Linked DNA regions of Mus musculus: regions 2 and 3 are each linked to region 1. A link is a contact called in public Hi-C and HiChIP or PLAC-seq data. All regions are on one chromosome and are shown on one strand. The core of a region is the stretch at or near the end of the contact, and the rest is flanking DNA. Distances in the headings are between cores, read along the strand shown. Region 1 holds the start of Stk3 (serine/threonine kinase 3). Region 2 has its middle 18 kb from the start of Vps13b. Region 3 overlaps Stk3 (serine/threonine kinase 3).

Evidence for each region. HiChIP or PLAC-seq counts read pairs in DNA pulled down with a chosen protein or histone mark. Hi-C and Micro-C count contacts between places; a contact is called where the count stands out from the background.
Region 2: a Hi-C map of the N1E-115 cell line shows a contact between it and region 1, with 2.9 times the contacts expected there. The contact joins the enhancer-like site here to the promoter of Stk3 in region 1. A contact is called at or near these places in 1 of 39 promoter capture datasets (the 3T3-L1 cell line), 1 of 484 Hi-C or Micro-C datasets (the N1E-115 cell line) and 2 of 9 other capture datasets (liver and pancreatic islet).
Region 3: a contact with region 1 is called in a CTCF HiChIP or PLAC-seq map of the NIH/3T3 cell line, with 13 read pairs. The contact joins the enhancer-like site here to the promoter of Stk3 in region 1. A contact is called at or near these places in 2 of 39 promoter capture datasets (the 3T3-L1 cell line and fetal liver), 1 of 15 datasets of contacts at CTCF or cohesin (the NIH/3T3 cell line), 1 of 484 Hi-C or Micro-C datasets (nephron progenitors), 1 of 115 datasets of contacts at active chromatin or transcription factors (the NIH/3T3 cell line) and 1 of 9 other capture datasets (adipose tissue).

What each region holds. Positions count from the first base shown.
Region 1 is chr15:35,154,009-35,157,806 of GRCm38.p6, reverse strand. It overlaps Stk3 (serine/threonine kinase 3), which reads left to right and starts at 2,001. Exons shown (of 11, transcript NM_019635.2): 1 at 2,001-2,280. The coding sequence starts at 2,255.
Region 2 is chr15:35,351,613-35,355,410 of GRCm38.p6, reverse strand. No RefSeq gene overlaps it. Among named protein-coding and RNA genes, the nearest start is that of Vps13b, 18 kb to the left of the region's middle. Within about 2 kb of position 1,865, at least 3 of the 459 cell types and tissues checked have an H3K27ac peak or open chromatin away from gene starts, as enhancers often do. A contact at or near this core is called in the N1E-115 cell line, where this site is marked.
Region 3 is chr15:35,020,118-35,023,915 of GRCm38.p6, reverse strand. All of the region lies in intron 6 of Stk3 (serine/threonine kinase 3), which reads left to right. Among named protein-coding and RNA genes, the nearest start is that of Gm52204, 110 kb to the right of the region's middle. Within about 2 kb of position 2,160, at least 37 of the 459 cell types and tissues checked have an H3K27ac peak or open chromatin away from gene starts, as enhancers often do. A contact at or near this core is called in the NIH/3T3 cell line, where this site is marked.

The DNA of each region.
Region 1 (3,798 bases), core at 752-3,251:
GGCAAGGGAGGCAAGTTGTTAGCTTGTCTTGAAAGGAACACTTTAGGTGACCTCAGTAGATGATCATCAGAAGAATAAACAAATATTCGAGTTCCTTTCTTCCTGACTTTCTCCTGCATTTATCCCCAAAGCACAAGTGGCCTGGGAAGCGCGGTACTCGTTGGCATTCACTACAGGAAGCTGGTACAGTAGGATAGGATTGCAAACCTGGATAGCAAAACCCCAGCCCAGAGCTGGATGTGTCAGGCTGTTGCTTAGGTGACAAGCAGAGAGAGAGGATGCTATGGGTTGGCTCTCAGATGACTCACATTTAGGTTGGATGACTGCCTGAGAAGAAAATGTTCAGCACAGAGCACCAATCATAAGCATATGCCGCCAACACCACTGACTGCTGTGCTTGGCTGGACTGGGATGACTTCCTGGAGGATAAAGTTGCTAAGACAAGGAACCCATTGTAAAGGATGATAAACTGAGCCCATCTTAATGTTTGATAAATTGAAAAAAAATCATGAGATGAACTTCTCAAGATGCTTTCTGCTGAAACAGGAAAAAAATGAGGTTGATGTGGAAGTTAGGAGAATGCGAGGTGGGCAGGAGAGTTTCAGTGGTGATTCCCAGTACTGACATTTTAAAAGCTGGTACTGGGGTTCAATGGTTAAGAGCACTGACTTCTGTTCCAGAGGATGTGAGTTCAATTCCCAGCAACCACATGCGGCTCACAACCATTTGTAGTGGGATCTGATGCCGTCTTCTGGTATGTCTGAGGAAAATTACAGCATACTCATATATATAAAGGCTGGCATTACTGTGTGTGTGCATGATGAGGGTGTGGAAGTGTGTGCATGTGTGAGAGAGATGTGGCAAGGGTGTGTGTGTGTGTAAGCCAAGGACAACTTTGTAAAGTCTGTTCTCTCTTTACACTTGTAGACTCATCAGGATTGTGTGGCAAGTGCCTTTGCTTACAGAACCCCCTCATGGCCCAGTATTGACATTTTAATCACTTAGTTTTTGTTATTGTTCCTATTGTCCTGAGTAGATGAAATAGATATCAAGGTGTGTGTCTTATTTAGTTTCAGTTGATACTCATTTTGACTAATATTGACTTCATACACATGGCTCCAACCTCTAAGAAAACTTTGCCCAATTCGTTTTAAAGAATATTCTAGAAAAAAAAATAAGCAAACTCATTTGTATAGTTGTGAGAAGATGTGTGTGTGTATTTTATGGTTAAATAGTAGACAAATGAATGTGTAAGGGGTCAAGTTCAATGGGGGTTAGGGCTGTCGGGGTCGGGGACCCAAGAAAAAAAGAAAGATATTCCTTTAGTATCTTTTTCCAAGCACTATAACTAGTCATGGGCTTTCCATGTTACCCAACAGGGCATCCAGCAAGACTCTGGTGTTCTAAATTTGTGCACCAAGAGATCACTGCAGTAAATATTTTCTGTCATTGGACTGTAATTATTATGCTTGTATACAATCAAAATCAACCAGAATTTCCAGAAGTATCCCAACTACTATAGTTACAAATGCCAATTGGCTTGGGGGGCAGGGGAACGTAGCTAATAATAACTAATAATTATAAACAGGACAAGAGAGGGAAGTGAGGGCAGTTTTACTTCAAACAGATTTACAAGATGATTGGCATGTATTCTTGGGGAATCCTGAGAAATGAGTCAAATCTCTAGTGGACTAGCACCCCTCCACCAGCACAGTAGCTTTTGGGTTGCCAAAGTCTCACTCTGGTAGCAAGACATCTTCTTTCTGAGCTGGGCACTCCTTTTGGTGGCCTTTCTCCACTACTCTCACCAGCGCTTGGACCCGCCCACCCTTCCCGGGCTGCGCTCCGCCCACCCTCCCTAGCCCTGCTAAGGCCCGCCCGCCTTCCAGGGCGCATCCTGTTCACTATCCCTGGCTGAGCTAGGGCCCGCCCACTCTTCTGGACCGCGCTAGGTTCCGCCCACTTTCCCGGGACACGCTCCGCCCACCCTCCCTGTCCGCGCTCCGTCCCGCCCACCCTCGCTGCGCCGGCCTCTTCCCACCAGCTCGGAGCTGCAGGCCACGGCCGAGGGGCGGGGCGGGGCGGCCGGGAGGAACCGCGTTGAGGAGCGGGAGGGAGATCCGCCGCGGAGTTACGTGAAAGTTGGTTCGAGTTTCCCGGTGTGATCCCTTGCGTTCGGCCGGCTGCTCCCGGGCTCCTTTCCTCCCTACGGCCTTCACGGTCCATTCGGCCCTTCTTTCTGCCACCGGCCGCCATGGAGCAGCCGCCGGCGTCCAAGAGGTAACGACGGCGGGAGCGGGATGAGGACGGAAGCAGCGGCGCGGGGCGGGGGCTACTAGGCCCGGCCTGCCGCCGCGACCCTGTCCCCGCCTGCTCGGCGCTGAGCGCAGCCTGGTCCAGGCGCCCACCGTTCGGCTCCGTCCCTCTGCGAGGCCAGGGACCCAGAGGGGACGCCGAGTCTCCGTGCCGACGTCTTGAGGGCCTGGTGCGCCGCAAATTGAGTGGCCCTCGCTGGGTTCCCGGCCCTTCTGGTGGCTAGGAGGGTTTGAGTAGTAAATTCCAGAAACCTGGAGATAAGGACATCAATGCACGCTTCTCTTATTCTCTCTCTCTCTCTCTCTCTCTCTCTCTCTCACACTCTCTCTCTCTCTCTCTCTCTCTCTCTCTCTCTCGATCAAGTCTTCTTAATAATATAACCATTCACTTTGTGAAGACAGATCGCTTATTTACAGTTTAAGGAATTAAGTATATTAATAGCCACGCAGAATGTAAAACATTATGGATGTGCAGCAATGACAGGTGTTTCCCCCCTCCCCCCAAAGTTCTAAAGAATTTATGGATCCAAGATAGATGGAATGTTAACTTAGAACCTCTCCCCCATATAGTTTTGCACATAAAAACAGTGATACTTTGGTATGCTATATATTGTTTATGTTTAATCATGGACATATTGGATGCATCTGTGTACAATATGTTTGAACTAATCATTTCAATCATCTTAGGAAACTAAATGTCCATTGATAAACGTTCATAATGTCTTCTCCCTGTTCTCCATGAATGAATAAAATAATTGTTTGACGCTGGGTAAAACATTTAACCTCACTTTCATTTATAATTTACAAAACTGTCTAAGAGAGTGCTATAGTGAAGATTAAAGTCTTCATGTGCTCTAATATCTAGAGATATTTAGATGTAAGGTGTTAGACTCATGAGGTGGAATCGTTAAAAAGGTAGGCACTTTGAGAACCGTTGTGAATTGTGTGATTAGACATGTGAGCCTTGGTTTCTGGAAACCATCTGTTCAGATGCAAAAAAGGGGAGGATGTGGACAGTTTCCCAGAAGGGACAGGCTATCCTTCTGGGCCCTGGAAGCAAGTCAGTTGTTAGATTCTAGCATGTTATTGGTGTCTTTCCTCTGGTAGTCCCTGGATACTCGCCTTCCCCACAATAACAGAAGAAAACCTGAAACTTTTTTTTCTTTCTGTTTTGGAAGGGCAGTAAAGGGGAGATCTTTGAGACTATGGCATAGGCCAGCTGGAATGACTGAATTGAAATAAAAGATCTGTGCTGGTTGGCTGTACTGTAAATTATCAGTTTCATTATAGCTGTAAGAAAATGCCTGCACTTGACATTAGTGAACCTGGACAATCAGAAGTTGTGGGTGACAATTCCATCGTGACTTATACTTTACAAAGCCATGCTTGCACATAAAACTTTACATTTTAAATTTCCATTTCTTCAAAGACTCATTTTAATCTAGAAATGCAATTCTTTTAGTTCTTTTGTTTTTCCCCTCAT
Region 2 (3,798 bases), core at 616-3,115, 200 kb before region 1:
GGTTTGAAGATCTTGAGCCACAGTGGCTATGGATTCCAGAAGATTGAATCTCCGAGTTTAAGGAACACACCTTTAATGGCTAAGATCAAAAATTTAGGTGACAGGAGATGCTGGTGAGGATGAGGACAAAGAGGAACACTCCTCCATTGCTGGTGGGATTTTAAGCTTGTACAACTACTCTGAAAAATCAGGCTGGCAGTTCCTCAGTGAATTAGACATAGTACTACAGAAAGACCCAGCAATACCTCTCCTGTGCATATACCCAGAATGTGTTCCAACTTGTAATAAGGACACATGCTCCACTATGTTCATAGCAGCCTTATTTATAATAGCCAGAAGCTGGAAGGAACCCAGATGTCCCTCAACAGAGGAATGGATACAGAATGTGGTACATTTACACAATGGAGTATTACTCAGCTATTAAAAACAATGAATTTATGAAATTCATAGGCAAGTGGATGGATCTGGAGGATATCATCCTGAGTGAGGTAACCCAATCACAAAAGAACACACATGATATGCACTCACTGGTAGTGGATATTAACCCAGAAACTTAGAGTACCCAAGATACAATTTGCAAAACACATGAAACTCAAGAAAAGGAAGCCCAAAATGTGGAACAAAATAGCCATGGAAGGAGTTACAGAGACAAAGTTTGGAGCTGAGATGGAAGAAAGGGCCATCCAGAGACTGCCCTACCCGGGGATCCATCCCATATACAACCACCAAACCCAGACACTATTCCATACGCCAGCAAGATTTTGCTGACAAGACCCTGATATCTCTTGTTGAGGCTATGCCAGTGTCTGGCAAATACAGAAGTGGATGCTCACAGTCATCTATTGGATGGAACACAGAGCCCCTAAAGAAGGAGCTAGAGAAAATACCCAAGGAGCTAAAGGGGTCTGCAATCCTTTAGGAGTATTAACAATATGAACTAACCAGTACCCCCCCCCCAGAACTGTGTCTCTAGTTGCATATGTAGTAGAGGATGGCCTAGTAGACCATCAATGAGAGGAGAGGCCCTTGGTCTCGCAAAGAACATATGCCCCAGTACAGGGGAATGCCAGGGCCACGAAGCAGGAGTGGGTGGGTTGAAGAGCAGGGCAGGGGAAGGGTATAGGGGACTTCCAGGATAGTATTTGAAATGTAAATGAAGAAAATACCTAATTAAAACAAAAGCTATGAAATAGCCTTTATCCTTCATCCCTGGAAGATGTAGGAGAGCAACACAACAGCTGCAGTACTGGCCAGCCTGCTCCGGAGAAGGCTGAGCCTCCTCGATAGAATCAGTTCCTAACTTTACCTGTGGGGCAAGTGGACTGTGCCACCAGACAGAAGACCTGTAAGGTGGAAACAGGTTCAAAACCCCTGAAAAATCTCATAATTAAGAATAGCATGTGTTGGAACCAGACCCTGGCCAGACTTACCTGTTCTGGAACACATGACCATGACACAGCACTGAAGTGACCATGACAATCAGTCACATAGCATAAAAACCTGGAGTTCTCCATGCTAATGAGGTGTCTAGAGAGGCCTGAGTGTTCAGCCAATGAGCTCCCTTCCTGGGCATCTTTTCCTGCAAAGGGTATTTACTTCCTGCTTCTTCCTGAGTAAGACATATGCGTTCACATCTGCCGTGAGTTTGGACAAACAAGGATCATCTCCTTTATCAGTGACTGGGGGGAGGGGAGGCTTCGTAGTAAAAAATCCTCCCTAAATCGCTCAGAGAAGGCCTTCTCTCTTTCAACCCTTCTGTACTCTCGGCCATCACTGGGAAACAAACTGGACTCTGCCCAGTCCAAGCGCCTGCCATCACCTTCTTGACTGGTGCATACAGGATGCTAAGATTCTCAGACCACCGTTCTCAACTCCTCTGGGTCCCCAGTAGCGTCTGGGTACACAGGAGATTGAGAACCACAGCATCCTTCCCAGACCCTGCTGTTTCTCACCCGGGGAAACACAGGCTGGGGACTCCCTGTCTTGGACCCCCATCCTTAAGTGGTCTGCCTGCAGCACATGTGTATCCCAGCAGCAAGGCATACACCACAGACTAACATTTACCTATCACCTTAAAGTTCTAAGTATAAGTGCGTAAGTGTAAAGCTCAGAGTGTACGTGAGCTTGGCTAGGGGCTGCCGTTAAATTCGTGTTCTCCTCAGATGCTGAGATTAGGCTTTCAGGAGATGCTCACCAAAGGATCGTTAATTATATCCTGGAACCAATAATAAATTTTAATTTTACGACTCTTGCCCTCAAGTTTTCAGAAGCCTAGGTAGAAGTCACCAGGATGATCATTAAAAAAAGGGAGAGAGAAAGAAAGAAGAAAAGGATTCGAGTATTTTGAAACAAAACAAGTCCCCCAACCTGCTTTTCTAGCATCCCAGGTCTCTGCTGAGTGTCACAGCCTGTGCAGGCCTTCTCACCCCCTGCAGGTGGTGCTGGTACACAGGTTGTCTGGCTACATCTTTAAAGACAGTTATCTCAGCTACTAAAGCTGTTCTCAGTATTTGGTTTAAAGCTGTTGTAATGATCTAAATTACTCCTTCTCTTCACCCCAGTTATTGAGTCACAAAGAAAAACAAATACAGAAAAGGATGAGTCAGCTGGAGGTATCAGAGAGATTATCTGACATCTGATGCTAAATCTACCAGACCCAGCAATGACAAGATGCAGCTGTAGAGGAAAGATATGTTCTCTGTGTGTGTGCGTGTGTGTGTGCGTGTGTGTGCACGCAAACTGTCCTGTAATAGCTCCTGCCCACTTTCCCAAACCTGCAGAATTAGCTGGGCCAGATGGCACAGAACCATTAATCCTAGCATTCAGGAAACAGAGGCAGAGGCAGGCAGATCTCTAGGAGTTTGAGGTTTGAGGTTAGCCTGGTCTACATAATAAGTTCCTGTCTCACCCACACCCCACACCCAAAACAAAACAAAACAAAAAACCTGACGGATTAACCCCAGAGCTGTGTCTCTCACTCTCTCTGTGCTCAGGTGTCACTGGGTATTGGTAGTTGGGACTTCATTTAGAGATCTTTCGCCCCACCCACCAATGGCCCACCTCATCCACCTGCCATCATTAGTAGCTCTGTCCTCCATGGCCTTCCAGATGAATTCACTCAATGCAAATGTATTATAGTGGAATCTCCCACTCAGCTGAGAGCTCTGATAAGCAGGTTTGCCTTTCTCATCCTCTGTCACTAGTGCTTCTCCTGCACCCTGGAACATGTAAACACACATAAATTGAATGAATAAAGCAATCCATAAGAAAATTGCTAGCCAGGCGTGGTGGCGCACGCCTTTAATCCCAGCACTTGGGAGGCAGAGGCAAGTAGATTTCTGAGTTTGAGGGCAGCCTGGTCTACAGAGTGAGTTACAGGACAGCCAGGGCTACACAGAAAAACCCTGTCTCGAAAAACCAGGAAAAAGAAAAAAGAAAATTGCTAAAACTCTATAATTTTATAATAGCCTGGGACTAACGATTAATTTTAATTTTTTGTTCCTGCCACAAAGCTTTCAAAGTGGTCCAAGCAGATGTCAGTGAAGATGGCCACAAGTAAGATGCTGATGATGCTAAACTGACAAAGCAGTCCTGCAGCTAGAAACATCTCTTCCACAGCGAACCATGGAAATCTTTTCCAGCTACAAGTACTTGCTCCCCTCCCCCAACTCCTATGCCACTTTTGAATTCTGTGTGGCATCCTTAACTTTTATCAAGACGATGTTTCTGGCACTAAGATCCCGTTTGTCTTCTCATGCCATCCTCTTGCGACTGTACAAAGTTGTTGCTCAGATGCTG
Region 3 (3,798 bases), core at 911-3,410, 130 kb after region 1:
ATACCAGGTGTTCCTATGTTAATCTCAGTTTGATGGCTGTTATTGCTTTCCAGTAGCCTCTGGGAGCTTGTCAGAAATATGAGTTCATCTCTGGTCGAGAATCTTAAATTCTCAGGGTGAATTTGTTGGTGTGCATTGAAACAAGAAAATTCTGTTGCATGGTAAAAATTTAAGAACTCTTCTTATGTATATTTTTATATACTAGTGAGAAAACCATGTTTATTAGTGCCTTAATAGTGTTACTATTAATTATCTGTTTTTTAAAAATATATTAATAAGTTTAATAAGTTTCTGATCCGCAAACTCCATAACTATTATCTTGTTGTATAGAAGGCAGAGTAATTTGATGGCTGAGAACATAGGCTTTGGAGTTAGACTGTCTGGATTCACTTTACAACTCTGTCCTGTATTTACAGAGTTTGTAAGAACATTACTTAAACTTCTGATCCTTTAATTTTCTTGTGGAATAGAAAATGGAGAAATATTTCCTCCTGGGATTCTGGTGAAAATGAAAGAGATGGTTCTTTTTAGGGTATTTAGTACTTCGCCTTGTAAATCAATGTGCTATATACATATTGTTTAAACATACATAATGAAAAATTAGAAAAAATTAGAAATACCTTAAAGATGGAAATATCCGATCAGTGCTTCTTTGGGCCTTAACCTCATGCTCTCTCTTTCTCTTCCTCTTTTCTGGAATGGTCCCTCCTACCCTTCCGTCTGCCCCACCCTCCTTGTCTTTCTCATGGAACCACCCAGATGCAGGTGCCTATGGCTGCAGCTCCTCTTACTTCTCCTTGAGTAGACTTTGGCTCTTTTTTCCCCACTGCTGTCCTGCAACTGTCCATAGAAGATCTGTTTGCCACCCTTGCCTCTTTTGACTTCTTTGATGTCTCATTTCTTGATTTCCCCCACCCCCATGGCTGTCGATCTTGAGTCCTGTACTCATTTTTAGTTCCTGTCTAGATAATTATTTTCTATATTGTTGAGACACTTAAAATCTAATATTCACACATTTGTTTCAAGCTTTAATTCAGTATCTTCCATTGTTTTTCATACTACCAGTTGCCAAATTCAAGAGTCTGGAAAATAGCTTTTGTCTAATCTTCCAGTTTTATTAGTCAAGTTCTATTGACATTTTCTTCCTGCCCAGTCCCCATAGCTAGAGATAATTCAGACTTCCATTACTCAGTACTTACTAAATGCATTACTCTTCTAGGAGTTCTTTATTCCCATTTTTCGGACTTAGTATTTTTCCCTCTGCATTTCTACATCACTCTAAATAGTAGTCCTCCATTTTGTCTTCTCCAGAGTCAATTTCACAACACTGCTAGATTTATCATCCTAAGTCACACAGATCATCCTGTTCCCTTCAAAACCTCTCCATCAGGAAGCAGTTTTACAAGTGTGAGGCTAGTTAGTAGTCAGATTCTTAAGAGTGTTATAGAAGGCCTTTGGCTCTGAGTATCTTTCTGTTTCCGTGCCTTTCGTTTTAGCCACACTTTATTTGTATGTGCTTCTAGGTATTTATCTTTGCCCCCTTTCTGCTCAGTGTTACGTTGTTACTTACAGTTTCTTCCATCTCTCCTCTAAACAGTCTCCATTGAGAACATCCTGAGCTTTCCCACCACCCAGTAAACCCCAAGCTCAGACATTTCATTATATTTGGGTGACTTTTCTAATTATGAGTTTATTGACACAGATGTACAGCAGCTAGTGCATTTTTTTTTGTAAAGGAAATGCAATGTTTTGTGACATGCAGGTATTAATGAAGTTAACGCTCTTGTATAAAATGGGAGTATTTCGATTTTCTTTGCACATGTAGTAACTCAGAAGGGAGACATGTCTCTGTTCATTGTGGAGTACCACCTTCTGAGCACAGCGGCCAGAGTGTTCATCAGAGCAGCTAGCTGTGACTTCTTATAAGAGACCCCTGAGAGGAGGAGGAGGAGGAAGAGGAAGAAGAGTGGGCCATCAGACTCTCACCTGAGAGTCTGTCTACACTCTTCTGTACCTCCCAGCCACCATATGTCGTACTGCTCCAATTGCATGTGGCCTCATGGTATTGGGAGGTTTACAAGGGCAGGTCTCTGTCTGTCAGATGTGGAGAAGTGGATATACATCATGCAGTGAGTATTTTTCATAGTCAGGCTTCTATGTATAACCCACCCTGACTCATGCCCAATAAACTTATTGGCTTCCCAACTTGGACTTTGGTGCATCCTACTTAAGTTATGGTGGATGACCTATAAGGGACAGGGACTCAATTATTCACATGTCTTCAGGGAAAGAGTTCTTACAATGATGGGGTAAGTCAATGAATGTGGTACTGTACACCTGGAACCCTAGCACCCAGGAGGTAGAGGCAGGAGGACCAGAGTTCAAGGCTATTTTAGATACATAGAAAGTTTGAAGCCTGGGCTACATGAAGCCCTGTTGTGCATGTTCGTGTGTGTAGGTTTCCATAATGGAACTGAAGGGAAGAGGGGCAGTATCAGCTTCATCAGTTTACAGCTGCCATGTGTTCAGCCCTGACTCAGGCCACGCATGAATGAAATCAAAAGAAACGAGAGAAGGGACCAGTGTTGCACTTTTCTTTTTCCCTGACAAAATGTTTCTTTTATTCACTTTATACTCATAATTCATCATATTTTATTTTTAGCCTAGTTTGGTTTTGAGAAATAAAATGGAAATCCTTTAGGTTAGCATCTGAAATGCTAATTTTAAACTTTACTATGGCACTTGTCCAGTAGAATCTGTTAAAAATTTTCCTGTAGGTCAGATCTAAGTTGAAAAGAATGAGGTAACTTTAATATGAACCCAGATTGTAATACAGTCTTTCTCTCCAGTGAGTTGGCAATTCACTATTCCATTTGTATTTTGAATTGGGGAAGCTGAGTTAATATGGATGTTTGCCAATGACAACAAATACTGGCAAGATAGTCCTGTTCTCTGGGCCTAATTATGTGGTTTTATTATAACATTTTTCACATAGTTGTTGGTACTTACTAGTCTTTCAAGGTGGATTGACTTGTTTGTCAATGACTCATATAAATTTTATTCTTTCTGAAGTTAAATCATTTCCTGCCAAGTCTTCTATCTTCCTAAGAAAGCCAGCTAACGTGTGTGTTTATGAATGTATATGTGTATATACATATAATATTCATTTTATTTAGCTATCCAGTTCCATCTCTTTGTAAGATTTTATATATTTTAAGTCCCCCCTGAGAAAGGCTAAGATGTAGGTATAGTGATTTATTCATTATTTATTCATTTGTCTTTTAGTGCTGGGTATCAAACTCAGAGCATTGGGCTTGTGAGGCAAACAGCTTACTACTGCTGAGTTACCCTCCCAGCCCTGTCTCATTTGTAAGTGCTTTTTCCTCACAGTGTTTTAGACATTGAGATATAACAATAAATGAAATGCATCCAGCCTTTTGCAAGGTACTTATATAACAAAAGTATTAAGTTGTATATGCACAAATTTTAAAATGATGATAAGGTTTATAACTGTAAGAGGGACACAGGATGACAAATGTGTTTGTGTTATTACATGTACACAGAGAGGTTGAGAAAGGCTATTTTGATAAGGTGGTTGTTAGGGTTAGTACAGATAAAGGAGGGAAATAAACAAATAAATAAATAAACCATGCAGATCTTTTTTGAAAGAATGTTTCCTTAGGAGAATCTAAATAGAGTATTTGGTATAAGGAACAGTGACGTGGCTTAAATGGCTGAGCCAGGTTAGATACAAGAGACATAGATGTTATACAGGAGTAGCAGAGGACCAGACCACTG